Regions from separate parts of the Triticum aestivum genome. Here region 1 is linked to region 2. A link is a contact called in public Hi-C data. All regions are on one chromosome and are shown on one strand. Each heading gives the region's core, a stretch centred on a gene start, on an enhancer-like site or on the middle of the called end of the contact. The rest is flanking DNA. Distances are from core to core; before and after follow the strand shown.

Evidence for each region. A called contact is a pair of places that touch in the nucleus more often than the background predicts.
Region 1: a Hi-C map of leaf shows a contact between it and region 2, with 3 times the contacts expected there. The contact joins the enhancer-like site here to the promoter of LOC123054929 in region 2. A contact is called at or near these places in 2 of 5 Hi-C or Micro-C datasets (both in leaf).

Annotation. Positions count from the first base shown.
Region 1 is chr2D:609,863,268-609,869,004 of IWGSC CS RefSeq v2.1, forward strand. No RefSeq gene overlaps it. Among protein-coding and RNA genes, the nearest start is that of LOC123056041, 85 kb to the right of the region's middle. Within about 2 kb of position 3,169, at least 6 of the 8 cell types and tissues checked have an H3K27ac peak or open chromatin away from gene starts, as enhancers often do. A contact at or near this core is called in leaf, where this site is marked.
Region 2 is chr2D:609,707,546-609,713,230 of IWGSC CS RefSeq v2.1, forward strand. LOC123054929 (APETALA2-like protein 5) reads right to left here and starts at 2,102. Exons shown (of 9, transcript XM_044478805.1): 1 at 1,296-2,102; 2 at 761-941; 3 at 596-680; 4 at 363-508; 5 at 159-203; 6 at 1-4. The coding sequence starts at 1,680.

The sequences.
Region 1 (5,737 bases), core at 1,919-4,418, 160 kb after region 2:
GGAGTTTGTACGGGCAAGGAGATCGCCTACTTCGTGAAGATCTACCCCAGTGAGGCAAGTCCTTCGTGGGCGATGGCCATGGTGGGATAGACAAGGTTGCTTCTTCGTGGACCCTTCGTGGGTGGAGCCCTCCGTGGACTCGCGCAACCGTTACCCTTCGTGGGTTGAAGTCTCCACCAATGTGGATGTACGATAGCACCACCTATCGGAACCACGCCAAAAATCTCTGTGTCTCCAATTGCGTTTGCACACTCCAATCTCATCCCTTTACATTCTTGCAAATTGCATGCTTTACTTTCCGCTGCACATATACTCTTGTCATGCTTTCTTGATATGTATTGTGAATGTTTAATCTTGTGCTAGAACTCCACCTTAACTTGAAGAAATTAAAAACTGCAACTTTTCTTGCTTAGAGTCTATTCACCCCCCCTCTAGACACCTCTTCTCGATCCTTTCAGAAGCCTACAAGAGAAACCTCAAAGAAATGAAAGGTGATTTCAGGGAGTATTCACCCCTGATGAACATAGTGGTAAGTTTTGTTGAAATGCATTCGAGCCAGCAGTTGGATGATGCTGACATGGTCATTCTCGCTAACTTATTAATGATCAATGATTTGCAGGCCGCGGAGCTGAACAGAAACATTTTGGATGGCTCGAATGCGCTAAGTTCTGACCCCGGAACCATGGAGGGTGACAACAAGCTGAGGGAAGCGATGAAGGTAACTTTAAGCCTCATAGCATTCTATTCGAGCAATCACAAATTTGATCCATGCCATGTTCTTACTTATTTGCAACCCTAAACCTGATCCAAGCCATTCTCTTCTACATTTGTTTTCGCAGAAGATCATGAACCTTTACCGCAGGCTAGCGGCATGCTTGGGTGCGCTGCCTCGGTTGACGTGCTTGTTCCTGCCCCTGGTGGGTCGACACATGCCCTGGTTTCATTGAGCCACGCCGGCGGAGGTTCCTCGAGCCATGCCGCCTCGTTGTCTCGCCTTGTTGACGAGACCCGGGAAGAGAACGAGGAGGAAGAGGGAGAAGAGGAAGGAGGTGATGAGGAGGAGTACGCCGACGATGACGGACCTCCACCGACTCAGCCAACCCAGGCGAAGAGGGTATCTCATCCGCACCGGGATGTTTTGAGCCCATCACCATTTCAGAAACCGGTTCCTCGTCGTCGCCCGAAGAAGCCGGACGAGGGCCGCTCGAAGTGAAATGAGGAACGTGCCGCCAAGATGGGGAGGGGAGGAATTACTGATCTTGTCGTGTTGAACTCGCTTAGTTAAACTGTTTGTGCCATGTTGAACTACTTGGTGTTGTCCTTATTACTACCTTTTTAGTATGTTGAAACCTATTTCATATGTTCAACTTACTGGATATGGTCATTTGCTATCTATATAATGTGTGAGTGAGGTCATCATATTTTCATATGTTGCTGTTGTGTGTTTATCTATTGTTCTGTGCGAAGTCATATTTGCAATTCAAATGGTATTGAAATTTAAGTGAGACAGCACTCTACCGCCAGGTACCATGGCGGTAGGTTCTGGGAACCTACCGCCAGGATCCATGCGGTAGGGTGTGAAAACCTACCACAAAAGGGCCCCAAGTTTTGGTTATAGAGCTGTGGCGCGCCTGCCACACCTTACCGCTGCGGGGGGTGGCGGTAGAATGTGATACCCTACCGCAAAAAGTCGCCCGTTTTCAGTCACGGAAGTCTGGCGCCCGCGGACCCTACCGCCGACGGGTGTGGCGGTAGCTTTAGGTACCCTACCGCCGTCCACCCCGGCGGTAGGGCAGCTAGGACACGTTAGCCCGCAAACGGCTGCTTGATTGGGCTACCGTTAGCCTACCGTCAGGAGGCATGACGGTATCCTGTTCTACCCTACGGCCATGATCCCTGATGATAGGAGAAGGGTCAGATGTCAAAAAAACTTCGAACCGGGTCAGAGATCCGGCTAAAGATATCCAAAAGGGTAAAAACACGAAATTTAACCCCGCCGTGTTCTCTAGCTGGTTGGATCCAATGGGATTCCCTCCGCCCGTCGCGTCGCAACCTGCTGGTTTTGGGGGCGGCACTCGGGGGGCCGGCCGGCTGTTGTTGCTCGTCGGCGGGGGTGCGACTCGTGACTCGTGAGACCCTGCCCTCTCCCATCTTCTTTTACCGTACTGGGTCATGTGCCATGTGACCCCGAAATGAGAGTGGGGAACTGGGAATCGTCGCGGTAAATTCCATCTCCCTTTTGTAGGGTCTCCGCTCCGGTAGTAGTAGGCCTGTTGCGCTAGGCATTAGGCTGCCATGGAGTATCTCGTCCACGGCCTGACATCAATCAGCCGGTCCGTGACTGGCCGGGAGCACCAACCCGTCACGCTCAACCCACCCGTTCGGTTGGAATCTTCACGGAAACTAGGAGTAGTATACCCACATGCATCTCCTTTGCGCCCTGTCGGCCACAATACAATATGCCGGTGGTGCGTGGTGGTGTAGTATATATAAATGCCCTCCGGACGGACAACAAAGACTTGGGCACATCCACATGTCCGTGCCTGATCGATCGATAGCTCGATCGGCGCGCGTGTACCGATCAGGAGTTCCATATAAGCCAGGTACCAGACCGGTGCTGGGTTCCATTTTTCATGACCTGTCCAGCCATCAGGACAAGGACGGCCATAATTGCCGGTCCAGATCGCCTACAGTGTCTTGGATTTCAGGTATTTGGTTCGCGTCGACGTCCGACGGCGATGTGCGCGGAAATCTTCTCTTATCTCTTCTAGGAGGTATCGAAAATACGTAAGTAGGCGTCGGTATTCTCCTCTTTTCGTGCATCGGTGTCGGCCCCTCGACGCCTCGCTCTGACCGGTGGGTCCTGCGTGTCAGCGGCTAAGGTTACGAGCATTTGGGCGCGCACGGGCAAATAGGTGGCTGGGGAGCATCTGTCATGCGATGTGTATGTGTCGGCCCTCAGCGGCCAATGAGCATCTCCGCTGTTTCACTCATTCATTCATGTGCACCGTTCCAAATCGACGGTCACATGAGACTCTTTGTTCTTTGTGGTACACGCCACTCATGGTTTGGTTGGTCTACCGCGGAAACCCCAGGGCGACTTTGCGTGGATGAGCAGGCCATGTCGTGGTCGTGGTACTACGTTAAAAGCGTCAGCTAGCGTTGGTGCTGCCCAATGGGCACGGCCGGACCCCCACAAGTGACAACCACATCACGTACAGGTACAGGCCACCGGCTCGTTGTCGTCCTTGAAAACGGAAAGCGACGACCCGCCCTCCCGCGTCGTCTCGTTCCGCCGCCGTCTTGGCGCCATCGATCCATCCCGTCCGGACGCTTTGATTAACACGGCGACTCAACTCCGGCGAGCCGTGCGGGTTCCTCTCACGCCCTTTTCAGATCTTCTTAATTTGCAAAGCCGTACGGTCATGCCGAGGTGCTTGCCACGCACGCTTGACTTGACGATCCCAAATCTCTCGCTTGCTTTTGGTTGTACGCGGGGGGCTGATTGACAGTAGATGGACTGCCTCTGCGAAAAAGTCACTACACGGAAAGAAAAATGGGTGGTGTCATGCATGACTGACTGCAGTCCTGTGCACACTGAGAGAACTTTGGAGTGAGCCATGCCTATGCATGCAGATGTAGACCGGCCTCCGCGACGGGCGTGCGATCGATCGATACAAGCCGTGCTCATTGAGTAGCTGGGAGCCGTAGGACGAGCTGGATCGATCCGTCGAGTTCGCGTTGCAATGTCGACGCCGTGCATGGCGTGCAACAGAGGTACTTAGCACGTAGTACGAATATTCTCCCCTGTTGCCAGATTAAAGGAGGCTCTGCTGCAACGCGATAGGTCTAAAGACTAGAGGAGATGCCTTTTTTTTAACAGTAAGACTAGGGAAGATGCTTACGCAAAGGACTGTTGAAACAGTGGTCATGGCCTTTCCGCTGTTGACCAACAGCATGTGGGTTAGCCTCTACAGTCGGCACCCCAAACCCGTCTCAAACACTCACGCGGGCCGTCCGATCACTAACCGGTCATAAAATTTTGACTCGGTCAGGCGCCTTAAAATGAGCCTCAAAAGCCCGGACTAACCGGCACCCCTTATATCCAGTTCAAATATGGGGCGAATATGCGGACGCCCGGGCCTGTCACGTCGGAGTGACGTCAGGATCCCACGCGGAATCACCCAGAAACCCGGTGGTCCAAAACTCGTCTCCTCCATCAGACCGATGTCGCCGCGTGGCGCCACTCGGTGGGTCGCGTAGTGCCTAGCCCGGCTATTTAAGCCGACTGCCGATACCGAAACCCTACCCTCCACATTTTTCTCCGCCCGTCCATTGCTGCTGTCACTTTCCTCTCCCGCCCGCCACCACTTTTCACTCCACGTCGGCCATCACTAGTAGCCATGGCCCCACACCGCCGGATAAATGGGCCACCCATTTCTAACGCCGGAGTGCTGGCTGCAGCTCCTTGAGCACATCCGGGCAAGACGCGAAGCCCGGATCGTCGCGGCCCTACCTCTGATGCAGTGGATCCGGAGGAGAAGTTGGAGAAGGAGGAGGAGGAGGGGCCGGAGGAGGATGTGGGGACGCCGGGGACGCGGATCTGCAAGCGGAGCAACATGCCATCCTTGATTCCCTTTGGTCAGAGTCGGATGCGGAGGCGAGACGCCGTCGCCGGCAGGAGATGGAGGCGCGGCACACCGCGGAGGAGGAGGTGATGTTCGCCTACATGGATGAGGTCGAGCAAGAGGAGGGGAAGGAGTCGAAGCCCTCCTACGCGGCCGTCCACCCGACGCCCGGCACCGACATCGTGGACATCTCCGACGACGAAGATTACCTAGGATAGTACGTAGGATTTCTCTTGCATACTTTGTATGGATCTAGGGGTTGAAATATGTGAGACTTGGATTCAAAGTACCTAATTTGAGGCATGACCGGTCACTGTCCACGGACGCGCCCGGCTGTAGGTGCTTTTACGTACCTAAGCGAGTGACTTCAATTCGCGAATGTGTGTATCGTGTCCTTCCTCCATTCCTAGCACGTAAATTTCTTTTTACTTTACGCGAGCTTGACCGGTCGATTGACCATTATAGTGACGAAACGGAGAGATCTTGGCAGTACAATTTTTTCAAGTACGTAATCCATACCGGCCACCAACTACCCCCTCGGGTGTTTTTCCCGATTTACTGAGCCGCGACGATGCAAGATGCATGAGATGGAGTTGATCTGGCGGTTGTTGCCCGTGGGCAGCTATGGCGCTGGCTGGGGCTGGGTGGAAAAGCCATGCTAGTACCACACACGAATAAGGAAACCATAGTCTGCACCGATGCATGCTCGTCCATCGGAACATGGGAGGGGACTACAGCGACCTCTCCGACGGTCCAACTACGAGTCACCCTAGCGAGGTCCATGAGCTACATAGCTTCTTCATAGCTAGCTCGCCCGGCTCTACATATCTAGACCAGCCCACCACCTTTATCGTCTATTATCCCTTCGATTCGAATCAAAGACTCCGCCCCACATGCACGTAGGAGTACTACGTACGCCTACTACATAGGCTGCACTAACTAGCCGTAGGTAGCACAAAATGCATGCATGGGTGCATCGATCGGCCTCTCCCGCCGGTGATGAGCCCCTGACTAAGAGCATCTCCAGCCCCCCCCCCCCCCCCCCCCCCCCCTCCCAACAGCCCTCCAAGACCATTTTTTGTCGCCGGCGCCGAAAAATAGGTCCAGTC
Region 2 (5,685 bases), core at 852-3,351:
CGACCTGCCCGACAGCGCCCAGAGGCACACGAGACATCAATCAGTTCACCGCCCAACCCCAGCAAAGCTAAAGCTATAGCTATGGCTGCCCGGCCAACAGCAATGGAGGGAGGACACGCGCACAGTGCACGGCCCAATAATTTTTCAGTTTTTACTACCTGGCGGCTTCCTCCTCGGTGTCGAACAGCCCCAAGTAGACGTACCTGCGTTGCACACAAGTCCCATTAGTGCCACTGCCATGCCATCCGCCCGGCAGAGAGATGCTGCCACTTTGAGTGCAACGACAGGAGGAAGCAGACATCCAAGTGATCGATTGGAGGAGGGAGCTAGGAGGAGAGTGATGGTGGAGGAGGAGTACATACTTCTTGCCGAGGAACTGGCCCATCCGCGCCTCCCACCTGCCGCACTTGTGGAGGGTGACGCCCCTGTACTTGGAGCTGCCCCGGGGGAACCCCGTGCTCTGGCGCCGGAGCACGTGGACGAACTCCTCCTTGGTCAGGTTGCCCATCTGCAGAGCAGGGTGGCTAAACACGTTACGAATCTGCTAACAGGAAGCACTTTTGTTCGTGTTGATTGATCGGGTCTGGTGGCTCGCCTGCTTGATGTCGTCGTAATCCTCCAGGCTGAAGTTGATGTCGGCCTCCATGCCGCGGAACTTGATCGCCGCCCGATCGTACGCCCTGCGGCCGCAGATAATTGATAAAGAAATCAGGAAAGAACAGAGTTTGATTGGTACTAGTATGTCAAATCTTTATCGTACCGAGCCGCCGCATGAGCAGTGTCGAATCCACCTGCAAGTCGTCGGTGACATTGTGAGGAATCGGGAACGGGAAAAACGCCGGCCGGCCGCCAATCGGCGATCGATCCGCGCCCAAATATGTATGCATGGACAAGATGGAGATGAAGGAAACTTACCCAGATAGACCTGCTTGCCGCAATCCCTGCATTGCGCAAAAGAATGGGGGAGAGAGATGAGCGCGTGAGAAGAGAAGATAAGAGGAGAGGAGAGAAGAGAGAGAGAAACACGGAAGGAAGGAAGGAAGGAAGGGAGGAGAATAAGTTTGATAAGATGGACGTTGCTATGAAAGGCAAAAGGAGCAGAGGCATGGAATGCCCAAAACAAGACGAATCCAATACCAAACCCATCTTCTTTTCTCTTCTCTTCTTTTGCTGCTGCTGCTGCTGCTGCAACTGCTGCAGCGCTCTCTCTCCTTCTCCTTCCTTAAGCTCTCAAGAAAGGAAAGGAAAGGAAAGGAAAGGAAAGAGACGGCGGCGGGCGGGAAGGAGGAACTTACCATATGTGCGACTCCCACCGCCCCGTCCGGCGGTAGAAGGTGACGCCGCGGTACTGCGAGCTGCGCGACCGCGGCCCGCGCCGGCTCTTCTTGGCCGCCGCCGACGCCGCGGGGCCTCCGACTCCTCCTCCGGCGGCCGCGGCTGCTGCGGCGGCCACGGCGGGCGCGGGGGCGCCGGCCAGGCGGAGCCACGCCGCGCGGCCGTTCCCGGCGGCGCCCTCGCCCGGGGCGGCCGGGGGGAAGAACTGGCGCGTGACGACGGCCTCGGCGGAGTCGTCGTCGGCGTCGTCGGGTATCTCGACCACCGCGGCGGCCGACGAGGAGGAGGCGCCGGAGTCGTCGACGGACGGGGACAGCGGCGGCGCGTCGGCCGCCGGCGAGTCATTGAGATCCCACATGCCCGCCGTCCTTCCTTGGCTAGCTCCCCTCCCTGCTTGCTGTCCGATGTTTCGGTCCACCTCTCTCTGCTCGGCTCGGCTCTGCTCTGCTCTCGTTGGCTGGGCTGAAGATAACAAGAAAGCAGAGAGGGTGGAGAGAGAGAAGGGGGGAGGGGAGGGGAGAGGGAGAAAAAGGCAGCAGCGGGTTGCCTTGTTGGGGTATGCAAGGACTTTCTCTTTTGCTCTCTCCTTTGAAAAGCCCCTCCTCCTAACCTAGGAGCGCAGAGGAGGAGGGAAAAGGAAGGAGAGGTCCTGCTCTCCTCCCGGTGGAATGGATGGATGGACTGGTGGAAGAGCAAAGGCTTCTGCGGCTGCACCAACACAACATAGCTAGCTCACCCGGAGTGAGGGAGGGAAAGGGGAGAGCATAGGCGTGTGCGTGGCTGCCGGACCGCGGTTATAATAAAAACGGGGAAGAGCACGAGGCAGTAAACACAGCACATGTTGGCGTTAGAGCAATACAGTAAATCCGACCCCTCCAACGTCCGACCGGTCACGCCTCAAATAATTGATACCATGTCCGCGTACTTTATATTTGGCACCTTATATCTATGCTATGCATGTAACGTGAACTAGTTAACATATATCGTCCTAGGAGCGATCTCAGATGAGATGAACTCTTCATCCCTCAGACGGCTCGGTCTTGCTGCCGCCTGAGCTTGGCCACCCGAGCTGCCTCCGCCGCCTCGTGCTCTAACTTCTCAATGGCAAGCCGAAGCAACTTCGCGTTCTTCCTCCGCAGGCACCGGGCGCCCGTCTCCGCCGTTGCCAAGCGACCGGCAGTACACCGAGGAGCCACTCATCCTTGTTGGGCTCCGCAAGTACCCCGTGGCGGCGGCACACGGATTGCTCTGCCGTGTCCCTCTCCCTTGCTCGCCGCCTCTCGCGGAGGGCGGCGTCCACCTCCGGGCTGGTGGCGCAGGCACCAGCACCCACCGTTGCCCTTGTGGAGCAGCGGGCCACGGGGGAAGAGGACGGCGTGGGGGCGGCGCAGACTGCGCAACCCTCGCGGAGCTACGCGCAAGCCAGAAGGGGCCAGCTCCAACGTCCGTGTTGCGCGGGAGCGGGAGCGGAGATGGGGCAGATTCAAAGTTGCCCCCCCCTGTCCACCTTGGACCGCTTTAGCGCAATGCGGAGGGCCAACTCCTCGTCGACATTGAGGTCGGAGTCCGAGTGGCTGCCGGAGCTCGACATGTCACCGGCATTGTCGGATTTGGGATGGATTTGGAGAGGGGGAGAGGAGGGGACGGAGCGAGAGAGGAGAGTGAGTGAGCCTGGGTTGGGTTTCTTTTGTGGGGACGGCGTGGGGTCAGTGGTGAGCCAGGCTAACGTGGTAGACACGCCCTAGCTTCCCCATATCTGCCCTACATTTGGGCTAGATATGAGGGACACCAGACAGCCCGGGCATTTAAGGTTGGTATGAGGCGCCCGGGTGGGTCGAGTTTTTTACCGGTCAGTGACCGGTCCACCTGTCCGGGTATTTGGCACCGGTTTGAGGCGCCCGCACCCACGTTGATTCTTGTCCCGTTAGCATCTCCGATCGGAGAATTGGGATGACTCCGTTAGTTTCGGTCGCAAGCCGAACAGTAATGGACCTACAACCCTTGCTTGTGACCTAGCTGCAGAGCTAACATTTGTTCTAGGACACCAATAACTGCCACACGTGTGGTGTATCGGGTGGTTGTGCCGCACGCCTCGTGTGGCATGGAGAAGAAACAGCCCACACACCTATGTGTGGGCAAAACAAGTAATGCCCACACACCTCTTTTCCCCCCGGTCCCTCTCACACGCGTGCGTGTGGGCGAAATAGATAACGTCCACACGCCCGTACGTCAGGCCTCGTACCTCATGGTCCCGCACGCCCCGCGTGACAGTCACCGCGCGTCCCGCAGTTGCCATGGTCCAGACCCTCGTCCATGTTCGTTTAACTGCAGTTGCCATGTCGCTGAACTTCGGTTGCCATGTCGGAAAACTACAGTTGCCATGGTTGCTCAACTGTAGTTGCCATCTAATGTCAAAAGTTTCAGATGCCATTTTTGGGCAGCTGCGGCTGTTGCCATGTATGGTCTGGTTTATCACTAGGCAGTTGCCATGTATGGTCTGGTTTACCACTAGGAAGTTGCCATGTATGGTCTGGTTTACTACAGTTGCCATGATTTGAAAACCTTAGGAGTTGCCACCTACTAACACTAGGCATTTGCCGTGTAGTGCTACAAAAAGACATGGCAAAACAACATGTTCGGGTAAAAAAGAGAGAGTTGCCATCTGCTTACAAGCACACTAGGGCAGTTGCCGTGTACCCTGCAAAAATACATGGCAACTGACATATTCGGGTAAAAAAAAGAGAGAGTTGCCACCTGCTTATAAAGCACACTAGGGAAGTTGCCATGTACAGTGCAAAACACATGGCAAGTGGCAACTTGGGTGTGGGAGATGAGACGGGCGTGTGGGCGAGATGGCAAATGCCCACACACCAGTCCTTGTGCGTGAGTGGAAAGTGGCGTGTGGGCGAACTGCTGAACGCCCACACACCAGCCCCTCCCGTGTGGTGAAACGGCCGTGTGGGCGACCGGGTGAATGCCCACACACCAGCCTAGTCCTACGTGGCACTAGAAACATGCCAAGATTCGTGCGCTAACAAACGGACGCGGATCCACGCGTGTGGGCGAGATGCAAACACCCACACGTGTGGGCGTTAGACTTTTCGTTGTTCTATTGCTTTGGTGGTTGCTGATGCGGCTTGAACTACGTTGGTATTTCCCCAAAGAGAAAAGAATGATGCAGCACAACTACGATAGGTATTTCCCTCAGTGATGAGACCAAGGTTATCGAACCAGTAGGAGAACCACACAACACTATGTAAACGGTACCTGCACACAAAGAACAAATACTTGCAACCCGACGTAAAAGAGGGGTTGTCAATCCCTCCCGGGTAAAAAGATAGATAAAATTGTAGTAGATTGGATAAATAGATCTCGCGGGAACGCGAGATAAAATAAATAACAAAAAATTGCAGCGAGGTATTTTTGGGTTTTTGGATTAATAGATCTGAAAATAAAAGCAAATAAAAATAGATCATGAAGGCAAATATGATAAAGAAGAGACCCGGGGGCCATAGATTTCACTAGTGGCTTCTCCCGAGAAGAATAGCATACGGCGGGTAAACAAATTACTGTTGGGCAAATGATAGAACTTCAAATAATTACGACGATATCTAGGCAATGATCATTATATAGGCATCACGTCCAAGATTAGTAGACCGACTCCTGCCTGCATCTACTACTATTACTCCACACATCGACCGCTATCCAGCATGCATCTAGTGTATTAAGTTCATGGAGAAACAGAGTAATGCAATAAGAACGATGGCATGATGTAGACAAGATCTATTCATGTAGGAATAGACCCCATCTTGTTATCCTTAATAGCAACGATACATACGTGTCATTTCCCCTTCTGTCACTGGGATTGAGCACCGTAAGATCGAACCCATCACAAAGCACCTCTTTGAAGGAAATATGCCCTAGAGGCAATAATAAAGTTGTTATTTTATATTTACTTATTCATGATAAAGGTTTATTATTCATGCTAGAATTGTATTGATCGGAAACTTAAATACATGTGTGAATACATAAACAAACACAGTGTCCCTAGTGAGCCTCTACTTGACTAGCTTGTTGATCAAAGATGGTTAAGGTTTCCTAACCATTGACATGAGTTGTCATTTGATAACGGGATCACATCATTAGGAGAGTGATGTGATGGACAAGACCCATCCGTTAGCTTAGCATAATGATCGTTCAGTTTTGTTGCTATTGCTTTCGTCATGGCAAATAAATATTCCTTCGACTATGAGATTATGCCACTCCCGGATACCGGAGGAATGCCATGTGTGCTATCAAATGTCACAACGTAACTGGGTGATTATAAAGATGCTCTACAGGTATCTCCGA